Regions from separate parts of the Sus scrofa genome. Here region 1 is linked to region 2. The links are chromatin contacts, called in public HiChIP or PLAC-seq maps. All regions are on one chromosome and are shown on one strand. Each heading gives the region's core, a stretch centred on a gene start, on an enhancer-like site or on the middle of the called end of the contact. The rest is flanking DNA. Distances are from core to core; before and after follow the strand shown.

Evidence for each region. HiChIP or PLAC-seq counts read pairs in DNA pulled down with a chosen protein or histone mark.
Region 1: an H3K27ac HiChIP or PLAC-seq map of alveolar macrophages shows a contact between it and region 2. The contact joins two enhancer-like sites. A contact is called at or near these places in 2 of 2 datasets of contacts at active chromatin or transcription factors (alveolar macrophages and skeletal muscle).

What each region holds. Positions count from the first base shown.
Region 1 is chr5:76,318,913-76,323,776 of Sscrofa11.1, forward strand. It overlaps ANO6 (anoctamin-6), which reads left to right. Exons shown (of 22, transcript XM_005655713.3): 19 at 3,514-3,719. Among named protein-coding and RNA genes, the nearest start is that of ANO6, 210 kb to the left of the region's middle. Within about 2 kb of position 2,404, at least 4 of the 83 cell types and tissues checked have an H3K27ac peak or open chromatin away from gene starts, as enhancers often do. A contact at or near this core is called in alveolar macrophages, where this site is marked.
Region 2 is chr5:76,127,024-76,132,235 of Sscrofa11.1, forward strand. The region is part of intron 1 of ANO6 (anoctamin-6); the gene reads left to right. Among named protein-coding and RNA genes, the nearest start is that of ANO6, 17 kb to the left of the region's middle. Within about 2 kb of position 3,353, at least 49 of the 83 cell types and tissues checked have an H3K27ac peak or open chromatin away from gene starts, as enhancers often do. A contact at or near this core is called in alveolar macrophages, where this site is marked.

The DNA.
Region 1 (4,864 bases), core at 1,154-3,653, 190 kb after region 2:
CTGTTTCTGCCTACCACCTGCATTGGTGATTCCTCATCTTTGCAGGATGAACTTTCCAGAATGGCAGAGAGGTGACTGGGATGATTAGTTGGCCTCTCATCTCTTTACTCATTTATTTATTCACTCATTCATCCATCCATCCAGCAAACATTGAGCATTTGCTATGCCAAACATTGTCTCAGGTGCTAGGGACAAATAGGATTTGGTGTCTGCATGCACAGGGCCAAGTAAGAGATGGTGAGTACTTGGTGGATTGCTGAGCAGATGAACACAAATCAGACTTCCTATAGCAGGTGATACATAACCTGGATTTTGAAGGGTGAAATGAAAGTGAGTTATCAGAAGTGTCATAGAGGTCATGGACATTTCGTAGAGAGAGAGGGATGCAGTTTTCAAGTACAAGAGTGTGAAACAACTTGGCCAGTTGGGAGAATGGCATTAAAGAATGGCTAGAACAAAGGATCTATAGGTGGGAGTATGAGGGAAGCAAGGGCCATATCATGATGGGTCTCTTAGTCAGGGGACTCGAACCTATCCTTAAAGAAATAAGGATACATTGGGATATTTGTAAGCAAGAGAATTGCATAATGTTTATGTTGAAAGATCCGATTATGCTGGCCTTAGCTTTTTAAAATTGTTTAAGTAAAACAAAAATCAAGGGGGAAAAGCATTCCACAGAGAAGAAAATACTTGGCCATATTTTTAAGCTGACTAATAATCAAATAAACAGGGACCAAAAACACGCATTGGCTTTGGAATATGCAGCATCCCTCAGAGTTAGCAAGAGGAGTCTCAGTCTGGAGGTGAGGGCCACGGGAGACTTACAGCTTTGAGTGGTGGAGAAATAGCCAGCGTATGTGCTGCTTCAAGAAACTTGGCTATAGGAGTTCCTGCAATGGCAGCAATGGATTGGCAGCATCTCTGCAGTGCCAGGACGCAGGTTCAATCACCAGCCGATGCAGTGGGTTAAGCATCCGAGTTGCTGCAGCTGCAGCGTAGGTTGCAACTGCATTTCAGATCTGATCCCTGCCATGGGGTGGCCAAACAAGAAAAACAAAAAGAAGGAAAGAAAAGAAACTTGGCTGTAGGAGTTCTTGTGGCTCTGCTAGTCATATTCATTTCCACTTCCATGAGGATATAGTTCGATCCCTGGCCTCGCCCCATGGGTTAAGGATCTGGCGTTGCTGTGAGCTGTGGTATAGGTCACGGATGTGGCTTGGATCTCGTGTTGCTGTGACTGTGGTGTAGACCAGCAGCTACAGCTCCGATTCGACTCCTGGTCTGGGAACTTCCATGTGCCTTGAATGCAGCCCTAAAAAGACAAAAAAAAAAAAAAAAAAAAGAGTGAATGGCAAAGCATAGAAAGTATCAGAGAACAACAGAGGGTCATGAGAAAGTTTCAGGCAGGGTTATTTTTGTTTTTACAATGGGCGTTTTTGGCCTTGCTGAGTTGATAGGCCTTTGTTGTTCTTGGTTTCCAAAGCTGTTTAGAAAGTTCTCACTTGACTATCAGAAGAGATTATATCAGGTTGGTTTTTCCTGGTGCTTTATTTTTTTAATTAAAAATGTTTAATCCATCTGGAATTTATTTTGATGTCAAAAGTGAGGACTCCATTACCGGTTCTTCCAATGATTTAGCTAATTAACTCCAATACTTGAATCCACTGATTTGAAGTATCGCTTTTATAATATTACTAAAATCTCATGAGTATCTGCCTCTGTTCTTGAAATCTATTTAATTCATTCTGTTAATGCACTAGTTATGAACTATGTCAGTTACCATAGCATTATAATAGACAGTAGTATCTCTTGGAGCTGGTCCCATTGGATCCTTTGTCAGTAATCTCTCTAACACTGTCAAGTTCAAACATCCGCCTCATTCGTTTACTTGTGGACCATCACCTTTCAGCTTTTTTCGAGTCCATTTAGCATTATTAACTAAATTTGCATTTGAATTCTAGATTTTGGGGGAAAAAAAAAAACCTGATATGTCCCCAAACTTGAATCTTTCCAGTTAAGAGTGTGGTTCATCCTACCATTCATTCATTATTTGTTTATATTTTCTTAATTGTCATAACCGTCTTAACACTTCTTACTAATTTATTTCTAAATAGTGTGTGCCTTTGTTGGCATTATAAATAGTGTCTTTTCTCCTTTGGGTTTTTAACTGGATTTCTCATTAATAAAGTCCTAGTTTCTGGCTTCTCTTGGATAAGAACTGGCAGCATTGGGCCCTCATTCCAGGATGGGGACTGGGAATGGTGCCTTTCATTAGGACATGCACTTTGCCAGTTACTGCACCCACTCCATGCATTTCTATGACTTGCCTGGCCCCTGTAGGCAGATGAGTTCATTAGGGTTCAGTGAGTCATAGACACAGATGTGGACGTCACTGTTTGGTGCCATGCCATGTCTCTCTGACATCACCAACTCTGGTTCTTGCCTGACTTCCCTGACTATCATGGCTCCTGTCTGGCCTGTAGACCAGCCAGATCTTTCCTGACTGCTTTTCTGCAATACATACTGGCCTCTCAGACCAGGAACAAAGGCCAGCTCCTCCTACCCAGCCACCCACTCCACTGTCCTGCCCTTCCTGGCCAGCGTGATCCCTGCCCCTTGGCTGGGCAATAGCCCTAAGGGAGCTGTAAATTTCCCTCTCATCCACTGTTTTAGTTACATACCTGTGCTAGTTTACTTTAAAGGTCTTCCAAGTAGGAGGGAAGGGTCTAAAACTTTTTTAGATCTCTAGCCTTATTGCTTACCTCTACCTCCGTGTGGTACAACTTACCCCACATCTCTGCTGTCCCCTCTAACTGACATAAGTTAGAGACAAAGAGAAAAGAGCTTCTAAGCAGCCACCAGCACAATTTTGACTTACTGTGACCACATAGTCTGCAATAATATCAAGATAAAAATTCCTGAAGGATTATATTTTAACTTATGCAGACACTTATTGCATACATTTGTGTTTTGTATAAATATCTCAAATTCTCTGTGTAGCACTTACTTCCCCAGATTCAGGGGAGCTTGCTCATTTGCCTATTTTCAGCATATCTCCTCCAACATTCTCTAAGCACAGCCTTCCCAAAGGTACATTGCTTACTTCTTTTTAACTTGTGACATCCTTCCATGATATTCCTTTTTTTTTTTTTAATCCTAAATCACAAATTATCTTCCAGCATTCTATTATTTCTACACTGAGAATGAATAATATGCTTATGGTGTCCCAGTTTATTTATGACCAGCAAAAAAAATATGGTTGATTAACGTTTTTAAATGTGTTGTTCCTATCAAGTGTATATATGTAAGAGAAAGGCTCTAATTAGTCTTCTTCCCAGAGAGTTATATTTGTCTTTCGTTTGGGTTCTTTCACTGTTGAACATTATTACCATGAACGTGTTTTCTCTTTGCAATTGAGTTCGCTGTTTGCCTTTCTCTTTACAAGAGGAAAGGAATATGTGTTGTCCTTCCATCCATCCACCACTCCATGATGTGTGTCCATTCCATTGACAGTTATTCAGTTTGGGTTCGTCACCTTATTTGTGGCCTCTTTTCCATTGGCCCCTCTGTTGGCTCTGGTGAACAATATATTGGAAATAAGAGTGGACGCCTGGAAACTGACTACCCAGTATAGACGCATGGTACCAGAAAAAGCCCAGGACATCGGAGCATGGCAGCCCATCATGCAAGGAATAGCGATTCTGGCTGTGGTGACCAATGTGAGTAAACAGGCTTCCCAGGGTAAAGACCTCGAAAAGTCCAAAAACGCATTAGCATTGCTTCCCAAGGAACCCGGTGTTCAGCACTTTTTCAGGTGGGAGGAAGATGCTAATACTGTCAATCCATATAAACAATGTAATTGTTGTAATTGTTATTTTGAATATATTTTGTTTATAATGATTCATGACGTACAAGATCTCTTCCAGAGGCAGTTCCTAAGAAGAGACTGTTATAATATTGTTGCTTGTTTGCTAAAATTTTCAGTAGCAACATGGTAATAGTATTAACAATAAGCACTAACTCTTTTAATCCTCACATGACTATAAATGTAACCCGATAGTGTTTGTATAATGGAGATAGAAAACTGTCCTTTTAGAGTTTGAAGAAGCGAACATAAGAGCAGGCGTTCTACCATCTTTTACAGTATATTCCAGACTGTCCACCTAAAATAGTGACTACTTGACAATGAAGTACATTTGTTTGTTACCTTCTTGTGCCCTGGGGCAGAGGTTCTTCAAGGAGGCAGGTTCAGGGCAGGTCCCCTCTCTCCTCCCCATCCACCCTTGGGCTTTGCTGCCCATCATTGGTCACTGCTAAGCATCCTCATGCTCTGCTGTGTCTGAGCTGTGAGGGAACAGAACTCCGTGTTTACAACCTGTGCTGATTATGCACTTGTCTGAACAGTCCTCTGCCCCACAGGCCAAGAGGGAGCTCCCAAGCAGAACAATTCCATGCCAGCCCCCCAGGGAACTTCCTTCCCCGGAAAGGCCCTTAACAACAGGGCTGTTTCCTCCCTTCCTCCACTGCCAATTTCACTCCCAGGTTATAGTCCCCAACAAAATCTCTTAATCATGTCACACTCACCCTGAGTCCCCGACCTTTTCCCACAAGCACTTGTAGGAACAGAATAGTCTGACAGCACCTGTAGGTCGGACTCCTGGAGGCAGAGAATTGCTGAGCACTGTAGACTCTGGAGGCAGACCCGAGCGCAGCTCCCAGCACTGCAGCTTCCCAGCTGCCTGGTGTTGACATTCAAGAGCTTCGCTTTATCATTTGCACATTGAATGATTCCCTCCCACACTATTTTCAGAATATTATACACCACAAAGAGCGCTTAGAGAATTCAGTGAGTTAAGCATGGAAT
Region 2 (5,212 bases), core at 2,103-4,602:
TTATTGAAGTATCGTTGATTGACCATAACGATATGCTAATTTCTGCTGTACCACAAAGTGATTCAGTTATACGTATTCACACATCCATTCTCTTTCAGGTTCTTTTGCCACATAGATTATCACAGATTACTGGGTAGAGTTCCCTGTGCTATACAGCAGGTCCCAGTTGGCCAGTCATTTCCGTATACCTCAGTGTGCGTATGTCAATCCCAAAAGTCATGTGCGTAGAGATTTTATTTCGCCTAGAGCACTGGCTTGATGTCCTCTCACAATCTTTATTAAATTCAGTAAATGTTCTCTCAAGAACTCCTATAGGTCATCTGCTATTTAAGGTCTGAGAACACAGAACCAGGTAGAGAAGATTCCTTCTTGGGGGAGTTTATGTTCTAATAAGTGACCAAATAAAAGCTAAAAACCTATGTGGAAACCCATTCATTGACCTCGTGCCTATTCAGCAGGGTCTCTGTGCCAGGCATTGTACTGGACACTAGAAATTCCATCCACAAGACAGAGGAAACGGCCTCTGCCCTCGATGAGTAGGCACGCTGGCAGGAAAGACAACAAGCATGCCGCAGATTACCAGCAAATTATATTTAAAGGTTTTGTTTAAAAAGAGCCGGAACCAGGATAGCACAGCCAAGAACAGAACTAGGGCGTATCCAAAGCTGGTTCAGGGGGCTGGGCCCTCCCTGGAAGATGACAGACAAGTGCAGCTGTTATTCTCATAATCCTAAAAATAGCATGGCCATAGTCTCCAAGCTTTGAAAAGCCTTCTGTGAGGAGGCTCAAGATATACCTTAAGGTGTAAAACACCACACGTGTTTTTGGGCTCAAAACACCAACTATCCCGGGGAAATCCTCCACGTGGATGGTTGGTTTGTACTGATTTCTACAGCTGTCAGTGCACCTTGCAAAGGTGAGCAGGTAGCATTGTTGCTGTACCCTTGGCTCTGTGCCAAGGGTAGATTGGCTAAAACGTCAGCCCTGGGTTGGAAAGCAGCAACACTTGGGGTGGGGGTGGGGCTCGGTCCCAGTGCCTTTCATTCTTTCTCTGCAGGTCAATTTAGCCTAATCTTCCAACTGCATTTGAAGGAGAAGGTGAGGCTGAGCCCAAGCGGTTCTGTGCCTATCTCCCGAGTTGACAGCGGAAGAGGAGGGAGAGATGGAACGGGTCCCTCTGTTCCCTCCCCTCCACCCTTTCCTCTACTGACTTGACAGGGGTGGAGCTAGCAAGAGTCCCTTTTCTAGATTCTCAGCCGGGAATCTAGTCTTCCTGCCCAGCCTGCTGAGGGGTGTGACTCATTCCTGTTTGGAAGTGACTGCCTTTGGCTGGGAGGCAGAACCAAGCCCCTGAGGCGTGAATCACAATTTGTGCGAGGGTGGAAAAGCCCCACAGGGACCCTGAGATGCTCCCTTAGGAACTTTCCCCTTGAATCTCGAATTCCTTCCCTGTGAATAGCCAAAGGACCCTGGTATTGCTGGAGTAATATGGAGGATGCAAATTCAAACTTGTTTTCGTTTTCAGTTGATAGGGCAGAAAGAAACAGATGCAAACTGTTCTCATTTCCCTATTAAAAAAACCTGTTATTTTTCTGTGTTAGGATCTTTCGGACATGCCTGAAATCTAACAGGCAGCAGGACTGTATTGTTGAACTTATTGTTATATCCGTCACAACTAATTCCTTTCAAGCAGAGAATATTTCCTTTATAAATGCCATTGAGATCAAGTCCGAGAGATCCTGTCCTTAACCCTTTGCCATGCTGTTATCTGAACCTGCTATTCCTAGTAATGTTTATTTAGTCCAGCGGTATTTTTTTTGAAAAAACATTTAAAAGGCACATTTCACATACTGTAACATGTACAGTTAACTGCTCGGTTTGGTAAGTCGTGACAGTTGTATAACTACCCACCCAAAACAAGACAGAGGACATTTTCATCACCCTTGCAGGGCAGACACTTAATGCCATCTACCAAATTGGTTTCACCTGTTCTTAAACGTCATCTAAATGGAATCATGTAGGATGTAGTCTTTTAGGTACCTGGCCTCTTGGCATAATTTTGGAAATTCATCCATGTCGTTTTATCAGTAGTAGCCTAGTATATTTTAACTGTAAGAATATCTGAAAAACTATTTTGAATTAAATCTTGACATATTACATCTCTGATAAGGAGCAAACTAACAATAGTTAATTTTTAATTCTATTTTTTACATTGAAGCCAAGTATTACTTGGCCTTAGTTATTCTGTCAATTTGTAATCTTTTTCAAAGCTCATGCATTGCCTTGCTGGGGATAGGAAATTAGCAAATGTTTACTCTGGAAGGGAATGTGTGAGGAACATGAACTCGGATCTCATTTTATAGAAATTCAGATCTTAATGACCCTGCTGTGATGCAAAACCAAACGGCCCACTCATTCTGCTGACAGTTTTACTGGTGAGTATGATACTCGCCCCCAGCGGACTGTTTGTGGGTGCTGTCCTTCAGTGTAAGGAGTTCAAGTGTAATAATAATGCATTTTTCCAAAAGGTCAGTGCTTACTGTTTTGTTTTTTTTTTTAAAACTGGTAAAAATATTTTCAACAGCTATTATTAGCCTCATTTGGTAATTGAGTCGCTCTGAGAACACAAACAGTAACAGTGACCTATCCAAAATGAAGGAGCGATTCACTGCTGGTGCAAGATATTAGACGCCAAAATATTTATTCTAGCACATGTGTTCCAAGTTCCTCTGCAGAGAAGTTATTGACACTCACGTTGGTTTCCCTTGAGGGTGACTCATGATTTCTTGAGTCTGGTTTCACTGTTAGTCACTGCCGCTGCTTGGGTTAAAGCAGGCTGTTAGACTCTGCCTGGATTCCAGCCTTCCCAGCCCACCCCCAGCACCCTTCCCCACCCCACCCCTTACTCCCACCTCCTGGCTCAGCCACTCAACAGTCTCTGGAAAGGATTCCCACTCCAGGCAAGCAGGCTTTTTATAATTTAGCAGTTAGTATCACTGCAGCATTAACCTTGTATTTGGGTTCAGAACAAGTTGGCTAGTTCTTTTTTCCCTGTTCCTTACATTCATTTTCTCAGATACATGCTTAGAATGCCACTCCCTCTGGTTCTCCAGGTCCTGTCCTGTCGGTGTCTCCTAATTGGTCTCATGCCCTGGGAGTGAAGTCCTTCCCCCCTCCATGTGGCCTCCTGCTCTGCCCAAAACAGACCCTGATCGTGGCCTGCCTGGGTCTCCAGATTTAATATCATGAGTTGTGCCTCTCTCCCTTTCTTCAGTTGTTATTCCAGTGGTACCTTAAATCTTGGGCCCTCATTTGTGATCAGCGTGTTTTTCTTTTCACTCTACTTCCTTAGTCATGCTGTGCTGGCTGCTCTAAGTGGGGCTGTGAGTAAGAATGGGATACAGTTTCCTGCAGTAAGAGATACGAGACTTCAGCTGGGCACCTAAGAAAGATGAAGTGTTTACTGGAATGTGGGAAAACTACCTCCCGGGCAGGGGCACGGTGGAGATCTGTGCCTGGCGGTAAACAATCCTATTCTAAAGCAGTTTTCCAGTTTGGGGAGGGTCCTCCGAGCAGCAGGATGTCTGATTCCAGCTAGCCCTCAGCAGGGGAGCGCTGATGGCTGTCTCGGTAAACCTCCTTTCCCTGTTCTTCAGTATAGAAAACGCATATTTTCTCAATCTTGTGCACGTACCTCTTTAAGAAAAGTCCTCTAGTCAAAATTTTAAGATGTGCTGAGAATCCAAAAAGTGGAGAGCCACTCTTGGCTTTTCCCTTCCCTCCCGGATGCCAATGGCATTCCTGAACCCTGCTGCCTCCACATTCCGTGGCGACCGCATCCTCTCGGAGGCGGCCTTCTTCCTGGCTCCACACTGGACTTGGTCCAGGCACTTGCTCCCAGGCCTCCTTCCTCCCAGGCAGCCTCCATAGCCTCATCCTGGGTCTTCCCTGAGCCCCGCTGCTGTCGTGGAAATGGCAGAGGCTGCATTGGAAGGGAAGCGGGATCTTACCTGCTTTAGGAAAAGGAAATTAGCTAAGGTGAGCGCACAGGCAGGACAGTCCTAACCCCATTGTGACAGAACCTAGCAGACATCAAGTTCACATTATATTTATTTAAAAAAAGTGACAGGAGTTCCCGTTGTGGGTCAATGGGATGTGAGGATGCAGGTGTGACCCCTGGCCTCGCTCGGTGGGTTAAGGATCTGGCCTGCCTTGAGCTGCAGTGTAGGTCACAGATGGTGCTCTGATCTGGTGTGGCTGTGACAGCCTGATTCAAACCCTAGCCTGGGAACTTCCATATGCCGCAGGTGTGGCCCTAGAAATAAAAAAAAAAAAAAAATTTTTTAAGTTTTAAAAAAGTGACAAATGCTGAGCATGGTAGACTATGTAAGGATTATTGTCAGACTTCTGATAGAGCTGGTGCCATTCATTTTATTAAGCTGTTTTCACCTGTGAAGTTCAAAAAAGGTTGAGAAAGGTTCCCATCTGAATTTTTAATTTTGTGCAATAAGTCAGGTTGCAGCATTTCACATACCTCTGAAAAAGTTTATTGTGACTGTGGACTTTTAATGGGCAATTAGAATAAGAAAGTATGTATTAATGTTTTACAGATATATGTAGAAAATCCATCATCTGTGACTTCTGTATACTATGTTAATTTATTTGTTACTTTATTTGTCCACAAGTAGTAAGTGATTATTTGGATAATAATTGTGGTGGCAGATTGCTTTGTAGTGTTTTGAAGTCTGAATGAATTTACTGTACGTGGGAGTCGCCTTGGCCATGCATTCCAAATCAAAAGGACTACTTTCTTAGTATTGTCTACCCTTAACAACTTGGAATAAAGTATTTTATTTTTCTACATATCTCTCTCCTCTCATATAAAGCAGTGACTGAATTGAGCTGCTTTTTTGGTCTTATTAGAGATGTTTGCAGATACATTTTTTTTTCTTTTTTAAAAGTTTTATTGAAGTATAGTTGATTTACAGTGTGGTGAAAATTTGTGCTGTACAATAAAGTGATTCATTTATACACACATACACTCTTTTCTCATATAGATTATCACAGAATATTGGTAGAGTTCCCTGTGCTATACCACAGGTCCCTGTTGGTCAGTCATTCCATATACCACAGTGTGCATATGCCAGTCCCAAACCCCTGTCCAGCCCCCCAGCCTGTCCCCTTTGGTAACCAAAGGTTTTTTTTCAAAGTC